2 separate regions of the Muntiacus reevesi genome follow, and region 2 is linked to region 1. A link is a contact called in public Hi-C data. All regions are on one chromosome and are shown on one strand. Each heading gives the region's core, a stretch centred on a gene start, on an enhancer-like site or on the middle of the called end of the contact. The rest is flanking DNA. Distances are from core to core; before and after follow the strand shown.

The links. Hi-C and Micro-C count contacts between places; a contact is called where the count stands out from the background.
Region 2: a Hi-C map of muscle shows a contact between it and region 1, with 5 times the contacts expected there. The contact joins the promoter of LRRC58 here to the promoter of GSK3B in region 1. A contact is called at or near these places in 2 of 3 Hi-C or Micro-C datasets (blood and muscle).

Annotation. Positions count from the first base shown.
Region 1 is chr8:43,623,080-43,628,091 of mMunRee1.1, forward strand. GSK3B (glycogen synthase kinase 3 beta) reads right to left here and starts at 1,825. Exons shown (of 13, transcript XM_065943558.1): 1 at 732-1,825. The coding sequence starts at 819.
Region 2 is chr8:43,858,081-43,863,012 of mMunRee1.1, forward strand. It overlaps LRRC58 (leucine rich repeat containing 58), which reads right to left and starts at 1,274. Exons shown (of 4, transcript XM_065942187.1): 1 at 326-1,274. The coding sequence starts at 825.

The sequences.
Region 1 (5,012 bases), core at 575-3,074:
TATAGTGATAGACTGGCAATGTCAAAACGGGAAGGCTAAGAGATAACATATTAAACCACGTATCCAATTTAGAACAATGCATATTGAGATACTACTGCTGCTCTCTATCAGCGGCACCGGTCCCTTCTAAAGAGACGAATCAAAGCTCGCCTTCAAACCGAAATGTGGTTACTTACCAAGTTCATCTCTGGATTAAGAACAAATACTTTGTATAGTCACACAAGCAAGAAAGAAGTGTTAGGAGAAGGTGACATTTACCTCTTCCATTAAGTATACAAAACTATGGTAACCCTCGAGACCTGAGCTAACTATACTATCCCTCATTCCAAAAGACACACTCTGGAAAAGCACATAATGGTTTAGGAATCTTGTCCTTCGCTTTATTCAAAAGGATGAGCAAGTAAACACTTCCATCACTATTTTAAGGTGGAAACACTCAACCACTTAATAAAGCTATCAATTGCTAGAAAACTATAAGAAAAGAACTAAGTTTCAGACAAAATCATCCAAATAAAAATCACATTCCCTCGATTCAAGGTTAATGAGACCTGGGAAGGGATATCGCAGGAGGAAAAAAGGAAGCTGCCTCATCCTTCACTGAAGACAGGTTTTTGCCCTTTCACATTGCCTCTGTTTTATCAGCAGGTCTTGTATTTTAAGATCCTGGTATTTCAAAGTCTCTTATTCAAAGGGGAGGTGGAGAAGGGGTGTAAAATAAAATCAATACTCACTGCTAACTTTCATGCTGCCAAAAGCTGAAGGCTGCTGCACTGGCTTGCAGCTCTCCGCAAAGGAGGTGGTTCTGGGCCGCCCTGACATGATCACTCTTTTTCCGAATCACCTTTTTTCCTTCCTTTCTCCTTTTCTTCCTTTTGTTTTATGTTGGGGTGTTAGGTTAATGATAAATGCAGCATTAAGTTCTCCCACAAGAAAAAGAAAAAGACTTCGTCCTCTTGCCTTTTCACTTCTTTTGTACAGCTATTTAGAAAAGCGAGCGATGTATTTCTCCTTGAAGACAGATCAGTACGGATATTTAACATATAGGCGATCCGGAGCTGGGGGGAAAAATACAATTCTTTCCTCTCCCTTTCCTTGGAGAGCAGAAATGGATGGGAGGTCCTAAAAAATATACATCACGTGAGACGGGGACAAATACTGGATTGAAAATAAGTACTCTGAATATTATATTTTCCTCGGGGATTTTTTTTCCGAGTCAATGAAGAAGGGAAGCGGCGGAAGGATCACGAGTCTCACGCTTGAAAAGAAGGGGGGGATGGGAAGGAGGGAGGGAGAGGGAGGGGTGGCTCGGAGATGCGTCGGGAAACGCTGCGGCTCCGGCAGCGGCAAGGATCCGGCGGGCTGACGGCGGGGGCCCGGCGAACTGGAAGGCGGCGGAGTAGCGAGTCAGTCAGAGTCGGGCGGTGGCGGCGGCGGCGGCTCTTCCCCTCATTGCGCCAGGAGCAGCTGCAGGCGGCGGCTGGATCCAGCGGCCATGGCGGCGGCGGAGGCAGCTCCCTTCAGACCCCAGGCAGCGGCTCCTCGACTGCTCCCCATACGCCGGGGACATGGGAACCCGGCAACCGCTTCCGTCCCTCGGGGCCCCCTCCCCCGTCCAAGGCACCAGCGCGGCCGCTCTCCCGCCCCTCGCTTCTGCACAGTCCCGCTCAGGAAGTGTCCGCGCTTTGCCCCCAGCCCGGAGCCCTGTCAGCGGCTGCGGGGTCGGCTCCTCCTCGCTTCCTTCCTTCCTTCCTTTGTCACTCGGCCCGGGCGGCGGCGGCGGAGGCAGCAGCAGCAGCAGCAGCACGAGCCCGCATTCGCCCGGGTCGGGGGCTGCTCTCTGTGAGGAGTGCCGTCTGCGCAGCCGCCTAGCTCTTCCCCACACCCCCTCCCCCCTCCTACTTGTCCTCCGCCTCCTTCCTCCCCCACCCAGCCTTACACCGCCCAGCGCCCGGCCGCCCGCGTAAGAGGCGTCTGGGAATCGCCGGCCGAGCAGGGCGTCCGCCCCCTTCGACAGGGGAGCCGAAACCCGAGCGGAACCAATCACGGATGTCGTTTGTTTGCGGATCCTCCCGGAAAAAGCCGATTGACCTGAAGAGCCAATCAGGAAGTGTCGCTGGAAATTCACGCCCAAGGACGGAAAATGCCGAAGATAGCCGACCGAGGAAAAGGTGGGTTCGCCTTGTTCTGTGGCTGGCTGGAGGAGAAATTAGGCAAAGACAACAGTGACCAATCAGAGTCGCTGGCCCTCAGGAAAAAGCTTGAAGAGTTAAGGACGGTGAAGCCCGGAGTCGCTGGCGAAACCGCACGGCTGGGCGCCGTGGCCGCTTTGTAATTGGCCGAAACTCCGCTGGGAGTGCAGCTCCCTCGGTGATTGGTGAAGGGAATGGGGCTTCCGAGGACAGTCTGGCCAGTCAGGACGTCTCCTCCCTCGTCGAGGTGGGGAGAAGTAGAGAGCGAAGGGAGGGCGTCTATAAAGCGCCTTCTCATTGGTCTGAAGCTCAGGAGCTGGAATGGGGGCAAAAGGGAAAAGGAGGGAGGCCGAAACTCGTAGCAGTAGCCAATCTGCACCCGCTGCTGTCTAATCGCAAGACCTAGCGGTAGTGTGATTGGCCTTCGGCCTCCGGCGGCAGTCCTAAGGAGCGAGGAGAAGCGCGACTGGGGTCGTGGCGGAAGGTCTGACGGGCTCGCCTGCGGCCACTCGCAGCTAGTGTGGAAACCGCATATAGGGAGCGCGAGCCGGTGCGAAACTGCTGTGGTCGGTGGCGCTGGGTTCCTCGCTCCAACAAACTGAGGGTTGAGGGGCTCTCCCCACCCACTGGAGGCTCTCGGCGGGGCGGGGCTAATTCTGTGCGCCCGGGGCTCCCCTCCGCCCGCGAGAGCGCATCCCGAGCACGGGCGTCTTCCCCGAAAGGGCCAGACAGATCCAGGGCGCCTCTCAGGCTGAGTGCGAATTTTCGGATATTCAACTGAGAACAAAGCTGCTAGAGAGCAGGGCCCCTGGGCGACCGCGCCCCGCCCAGTCGCGGAGGCCATTGATAAGAGTGAGGGCGACTGCGCCTCGTGCGCGCTGCCAAGCCCGGCCTTCCAGAAAGGCCCCTGAGAAATGAGCTCATGCTGGCTGAGCGCCCTTCTAGGGTGCGACCGGTCGGCGCAGAACGGCCCCCGAAAGCAGGTGAGGGGAAGTGCAGTCAAGCCGGATATCCCGAAGCCTCTGAGGCAACCGAGAGCCAGAATAGCCCTTGGTAGTTTTTGCGTTTTTGGAACTAGGGTGATCTATAAAAGTACTATTTAAGTAGGTTTCGCACATAAGCCAGTGTTCAAATTCGTGCGGTGTGCCCAAGGACAGAGAGGTGTGGTTACAGAAAAAGTAAAATGAACAGTTGCCATCCTAATTGTAATCCCATGGTACCTGTAATTTCCACCTGCAGAGTCATCCCTTTCTATTCAGATACCATCTGTAGCGAGCACATATAAAAATTACTTGATCAGGTTGACTAGCTATTGCTTTGGAAAACTGATGAGGAACTTAGGACAGAACAAAGTAAGCTTTGATGGAGGACAGGAAAGGTCTAGATAGGGTTTGCAAACTCGAATGTTTATAGGGGCCAGAAAAGTAAATGAGTGAAACTGGCCTGGTGTAGACAATGGGGAGTGATAAGCAACGTGGCAAATTGGAGTGTCTGAGCTGTAACTGAAAGGAGCAGCTGTTCGGCTCCAGCAGATTGTTACTCTGAAGAATGTGGATACAGTGGTCTGAGATATTCTGTCCCCTTCCCCCCATCCCCGCCAGGAGAAACCCTTATAAAGCATGATATTTGTATGAAATCTCTCGATTTTTACACCAATATTTCCAAACTCTGCAGGCCAAACTAAAAATATTGCAGGGTAGATGTGACCAACCTGCAATCAATTTGTAATCTCAAATCTGGACATAGGTTTTTGATAGCCCAGGAGTGGTAAAAGCTCTTGTTCTTTGCAATGAAGACAGAACATGAAGTCTCTGGATGTCATGGAGAAGGGTAAAGAATGTTGAAAGCAAACTCAGTGCATGGCAGCTTTGTCAAGTGATTGTTGCCTCTCCCTGCAAATTACCATGTAGACCTTTGCCACTAGTCCCTAAAGTGCTGTGAGGTAAAGCTAGAAATCCTGCCTTCTTCTTTACTCCCCATCTCTACTCCCAGTTACACTGGGAGGAAGCTGAATGACAAATGTTAGGTTATACAAATTGGAAACAGCTATTCTATTGTATATAATAAAGTACAAAAATAGTCTACCTTGAAGTTATGATTAATAGCTTTACTGTTGCTGCCTTCAAATATTTTGAACTGACACTTTTAAAAAAATCTGATCAGAGGATGGGGTGGGGAGGTGAGTCTTATAGGAAAACAAAAAATAGTTCAATTTAGAATTAGGACATAAGAAGGGGAGAAATTTATGAGAAAACACAGTACCACTGAAAGTAACATTCAGTGATTGTTTCTCTGACCTTTCAAACTTACTCCACCTTCTCACTTGCTGTTAACCACTTATCAGTTTATAGTAATTTTAATATTTATGTGTTTATAATGTGCCAGATGCTGTTCTTAAGTGTTTCACACATGCTATCTCAGAGTATAATCATACGGTATAAGTACTGTTATCACCTCCACTTTAAAGATAAGGAAACTGAAGGTCAGAAATATATACTGACTTACCTAAGGTCCACAGAGCTAAAGTAAGCAGACCTAGGATTCAGATTCCTTGTACTTCTCTCAAATACAGTTCTCACCTCCCCTGGTCTTGCTTTATCTTAAAGTCTAAGCCTTATGTCTTCAACTGTGTGTGCTTTGGGTTCTGTCAGGGCTCATTGGTTGGTCCCTTGGAGAGATCAGTGATTCCGAGCCAAAGTAACAAACCAGAGGGCTAGAAAAAGATACAGGAAAGCTGAGTGACACAGAATAGGTGAGTGTTGTAGTTGGGGGGAGGAGGTAGGTAAGCCTGTCCAAAAGATAAAATGTACAATGAACTGGCTT
Region 2 (4,932 bases), core at 24-2,523, 230 kb after region 1:
AGTGACAACCGCGGACTTACATTTGTTAGAGTATGTGCTCGGTTCGGTCACTCCCCCAGACCCCAGAAAGACGACAGAAAAACTGTCTTGAAAATCTGCACAGGGCAAACACAACAAACCAAATGCTGCTGTCACACCCATGACCTTACTAGATCTTCACTCCAACTCGACGAGCTGGAAGGGCAGTACTCGCAGTTAAAGAGTTCAAAAAGAGCCTGGACTAAAGACGGGTACGTGATCCCACGGCGCCAAGACCAGATGAGGGGCTCCGGAGCTCCCGGACCCCGTCTCGGGCCTCCCTACTCTCAGGAAGGCACCCACTCACCTCCTCAAGTTCTCGATCTCGGCCGGGATGCTCTGAAGCTGGTTGCCGCCAAGGCTGAGGGTCTGCAGCGCGCGCAGCTCCAGCAGCGAGGCGGGCACCTCCTGGAAGCAGTTCCCGCTGAGGTTAAGCACCTGGAGGCTGCGGCAGAGCGGCGACTGGGCCAGGCCCTTGGGGAGGGCACCCGGCCCGCCGAGTCGGTTGTTCTTGGCCAGCAGCGTGCGCAGGCCGCGCAGCGCCAGCAGCTCCGGCCCTAGCGCGGTCAACGCGTTGCCGCTCACGTCCAACAGCTGGAGGTGCGGGAAGCCGCTGCCCAGCGCCCGCGGCAGCGACACCAGACGGTTGTGCGGTAGCAGCAGCCGCAGCAGCGCCTCCCGCGCGCCGCGCCGCTCCTCGCCCCTCGCCTCCAGCTCCGACTCCAGCGTCTCGAGAGACACGCTGAGGCGAGACAAGTTCAGTTCGGCCTCCCCGGCTGTGGCCACAGCCGCTCCAGCCTCCTCCATCCCGGCCGCCGCAGAGGGCCGCGCTCGACCCACAGGCCGGGAGCTCCGCGGCGCCCCGGAACCTGAACCTAGGGCTGCGTCGGAAGTGGCGCGGGCGGGCGCTAACCCCGCGCGCCCCCGCCGAGTCACGCGACGCGAGGCGGCGGGGTGCGCGCGCCGCTCTGGGGCCGGGCTCCGCCTCACGCGGCACACGGCGCGCGGTGCGGTCGGGGCGCTCCGGGCAGGGGCGGAGACCCGGCGTCCTTGGCGATACCAAGTTACCCTAGGAATCCGGCAGTGTGTGGGCAGCCGCGCTTTATAGTCTTTGGCGTCGGCTGACCTGCCTCGGGGGTCCAGGTCCGCCTCGGTAAACAGCCCGAGGACAGTTTAGTTGTTTGGCTTTGAGGGTTCGCGCGTCACGGTGCACCGCCTTCTTGGTTCCTACCCAGTTTAGGAGTGGGCCCCCTGGTCTGCGGGATTCAGCGAGCGCGCAGGAATGTAGTCGTGATTCAGCTCGGTGACTGCAAGGCCCAGGAATTTCAAGTCACGGGATTAACCAAGATGACTTTGAAGGGCGGAGGCAGCTGGACTAGAAATCAGAACTCTAGGTTCTTACCTGGGGTTGAGCTCTTAAATAGCCTTATTTTCTTGGACAAGGGATTTAATTTCAGTTTCACCACCCATAAAAGGTGGATAATCTTTGCCTTCCTTGCCCTACAGCATTTTTAAAAGGAATGTGTATCAAATAAGGGCCTTTGGCCATTTTAGCTGTAGAAGTACTTCTGTAGTTTTTTGGTTTAAGTTGAAGTGGCTGGAAATGAATCTGGGAGCCATGGAGGAGTTTTAGTCAATTCGAGACAGTTCGAAGTAATTGATCAGCTAACGAACGCGGAAGGCATTGTGGATTGCCATTTCCTTCTCCAGATTGATGTTTTACTTCAGGTCAAAAACCACAATTTAACTGAAAATCTACACTGTGGCTTTAAGTCAGTATTTCTGATTAACATTTTGTGCCTGGCCCTAAACTCAGTCTTTTCTGAAATTACTTTTTATAGTTTTGGAAAGTCATGAATAGAAATAATATTTAGTGTATTTTTTTACAAAGTTAATGCATAAAAGTGTTAAAAGATTGTGTATAATCAATTCCATTAAATTGCTTTCTTCCTGAAAAGGAGAATAAAGTAACTTTTTTCTTGCCAGTCATTTGTGTTTTTAAAACTTAGTGAATTTGAAACCTGTTTGGAAAGGGCCCTTTCAAAAATTAGACTGTCCTTACTTTGGATCAAGATTACATTACGGCAGAAACCTAATACGTGAAAATTGCAAATATTTAATACAGTTTTATGCTCTTAAAAATGTGAATGTGCCTGTGATAGAAATAAACTTACAGGAATGTAATATAAAATGAGAAAAAATAATTCAAATATGATTCAGAAATAGAGTTAAGATCACAGATCAGTGAAATTAAGGGGGGAAAGATGAAAATAGTCTCAGAGACTGAAGCTACCTGGTAGAAAGTTTTAAAGCTATGTTGAGAGTAATGGAAGGATCGCCCTATTGTTCATGATAAGAACCCTTTCTATCTCAGGTACTTTGTTGAAGCCAAATGGGTCTAAATAAAGCACCCTCGACATTCTAGATATTCTAGATTATCCCTCTGTAATCTAGTGGGCCTTGATACTGTCCTGTCAACTTGGAGAGTTCTGAAAACTCCCTGGAGGTGAAGGAGCTTTAGTGGTTTGTGAAACTTCACAGTGATGGAGGCAATGGGGACCCCAGGAAATGTGAAAGGAAAAGGAGACCACATGTTCAACATGGTGTGTTATCTAGGGAAAGAGAGATAGATTACAGGTAGCTGGGAAAAGCATGGCATACTCGCCCACTTAGCAAAACTTCCCCAGTGAGTCACTTTTGGGTCAAATTGACTGTTTCAGGATAAAAGTCTCCTGACTAGAATGTTACTGGGGGAAAAAAAAGGGGGGGGGGCGGTTACTAAATGAAGAGCTTTTTCTCCTTCAGCCACCTTGTCCAGGTTTCCTGAGGGCAGGAACTGTGTCTGTTTACCTTGGCCCCGCACCTGAGACATAGTAGGCACTGGGCAAGTGAGTGAAATAAATGCATGTATAGGTTTTGGCATACCTGATTAGGATGGCTGCAATTGCCTAACTGTAGAAGAAACAAAAAATCGGAGTGAAGAATGATTTTATAAACCACACTGGGAGACCATGTCCTAGAGTAAATAAAATGTGGACTTTGGCTTTTATCAGATATAGGTTTCAAGTCTCACCTCTGGAAGTCATATTTCTTTTAATCTTGATTTTGCTACTTAATCTACTTAAGCCTTGATCTCATTATCTGATCATTATGTTGTGTAGGTTTATTATAAGAGTTAAATCTAAAAGGTTTAGCTCAGTATCTAGCATAAAGTAAAAAATCTGTAAGCAGTGGCAATTTTTATTACTAGTAATAGCAATTATTGTTATACCTATTACTCTCTCCCACTTCTTAGTTTATGATCAGGGTAAAGAGAAATAAAGTTGAGGACAATCTTTACTCAATTTTCTGTATAAATGGTGGTTTTCTCTTCTGGACCGGGCAATGTTTTAGGGATTAGAATTTGAGAGATTTGTCTGAACTCTCCTTGCCCTTAATTTTGACACCCAAGATACATGCTTATTACCCTGTCTATCTCCAAATTATATCAAAACCTCATACCTCCTAACCTTCATTTCAGCTACCTCTGATAAAGCAGTACTTTCATTATTTCAAGCTATGTATCAATCTGTCTCCCTCCTTTCCTAACCCCATGTCTCTTCATTCCTTATCTGATGAAGGTCAGCTGCTTAGCTTGGCATGCAGCATTTTGGATTATTTCCATTGCTGAGTCACTCTGAGGTTGGCTTATCCAGTTTGGCCAGGGATAGTTTAAAGTTCTGACATCTTACCAACTGTAGTCCAAATCTCAAACAACAGTTACTTTCTATTTAAGGCAGCATAGAAGGCAGAGGGAGCTGTAATCTTTCAATCCATTCTGAGGAGGACTCTGACTCTATGTTTATTGGAGCCTAGAGTGAGTCTGCTGAAGCAACGCAGTAGCAGAAGCAGCAGAGTGAGTCTGCAGTCAGTTTTTTAACTTAAGGTCTGCAATTTGGTTACTAGCAGTTCCTTCCTCTGCCTCAGTGTATTCTTGCCATAGAGTGGATAGATCAATACTAATTGGTAGATTAAGATTTCCTCATTACCTTCCCCCAAATGAATCTTTACTGAAGTATGGGATGTCTTTACTCTGAAGATTCAAATAATGACATGACATTTTTGCATCTGGGTGACTTTGACTAAGAGCTGTGAAAGCATCCTCATGACTACTTCCATTGAATTCACTTCATATAGGGGTTTTCTCACATCTGGTGAGGTGTTTTTCTTGGTAATTGGGGATTTTGAGTGGCTATGCATATTTTAAATTTTATCCACTTGTGAAGCCTATGTTCCTATAATTGGGTTATTTTACCTTTTCATAGATAGCTATTCATAAACAACTATAAACAAGCTAAAATACTTTTAGTCCCCAACTTATTCATTCATAAATACTTACTGAACACCTTGTGTGTAAGAAACTGAAACATTGGAGATGTATAGAGATAAATAAAAAATAATGGCTAACATTTTTTTTTCCCAGTGCCAGATACTTGGGCCAGGTACCTAGGCTACTGAGTCCTAGGGGCTTTGTAGGCATTATTTTATTTAATGCTCATACTCATTCTGTAAGATATTATCTCCATTTTTTTACAGACAAAACTGAAGTGTGGGAAAGTTAAGTAACTCGCCATGTCACGATTATGAAGGAGTTGGATACCAACATAGTAAAATATGAGTCCAAAGTTTATGATTTTGTCCAAATGCAATCACTGGTATCAAGAGATTTATAGAAGTGTAACAGATTACAGGGAATCCAGGAAACCCGAAGTAATCCAATTTAAAATTGAGCAAAATATCTGATAGACATTTCTGCAAAGAAGACCTACAAATAGCCAGTAAGTACATGAAAAGATGTTCAACATCATTAGCAAATGCAAATCAAAACCACAAAGAGATACCACTCACACCCACTAGGATGACTAAAACCAAAAG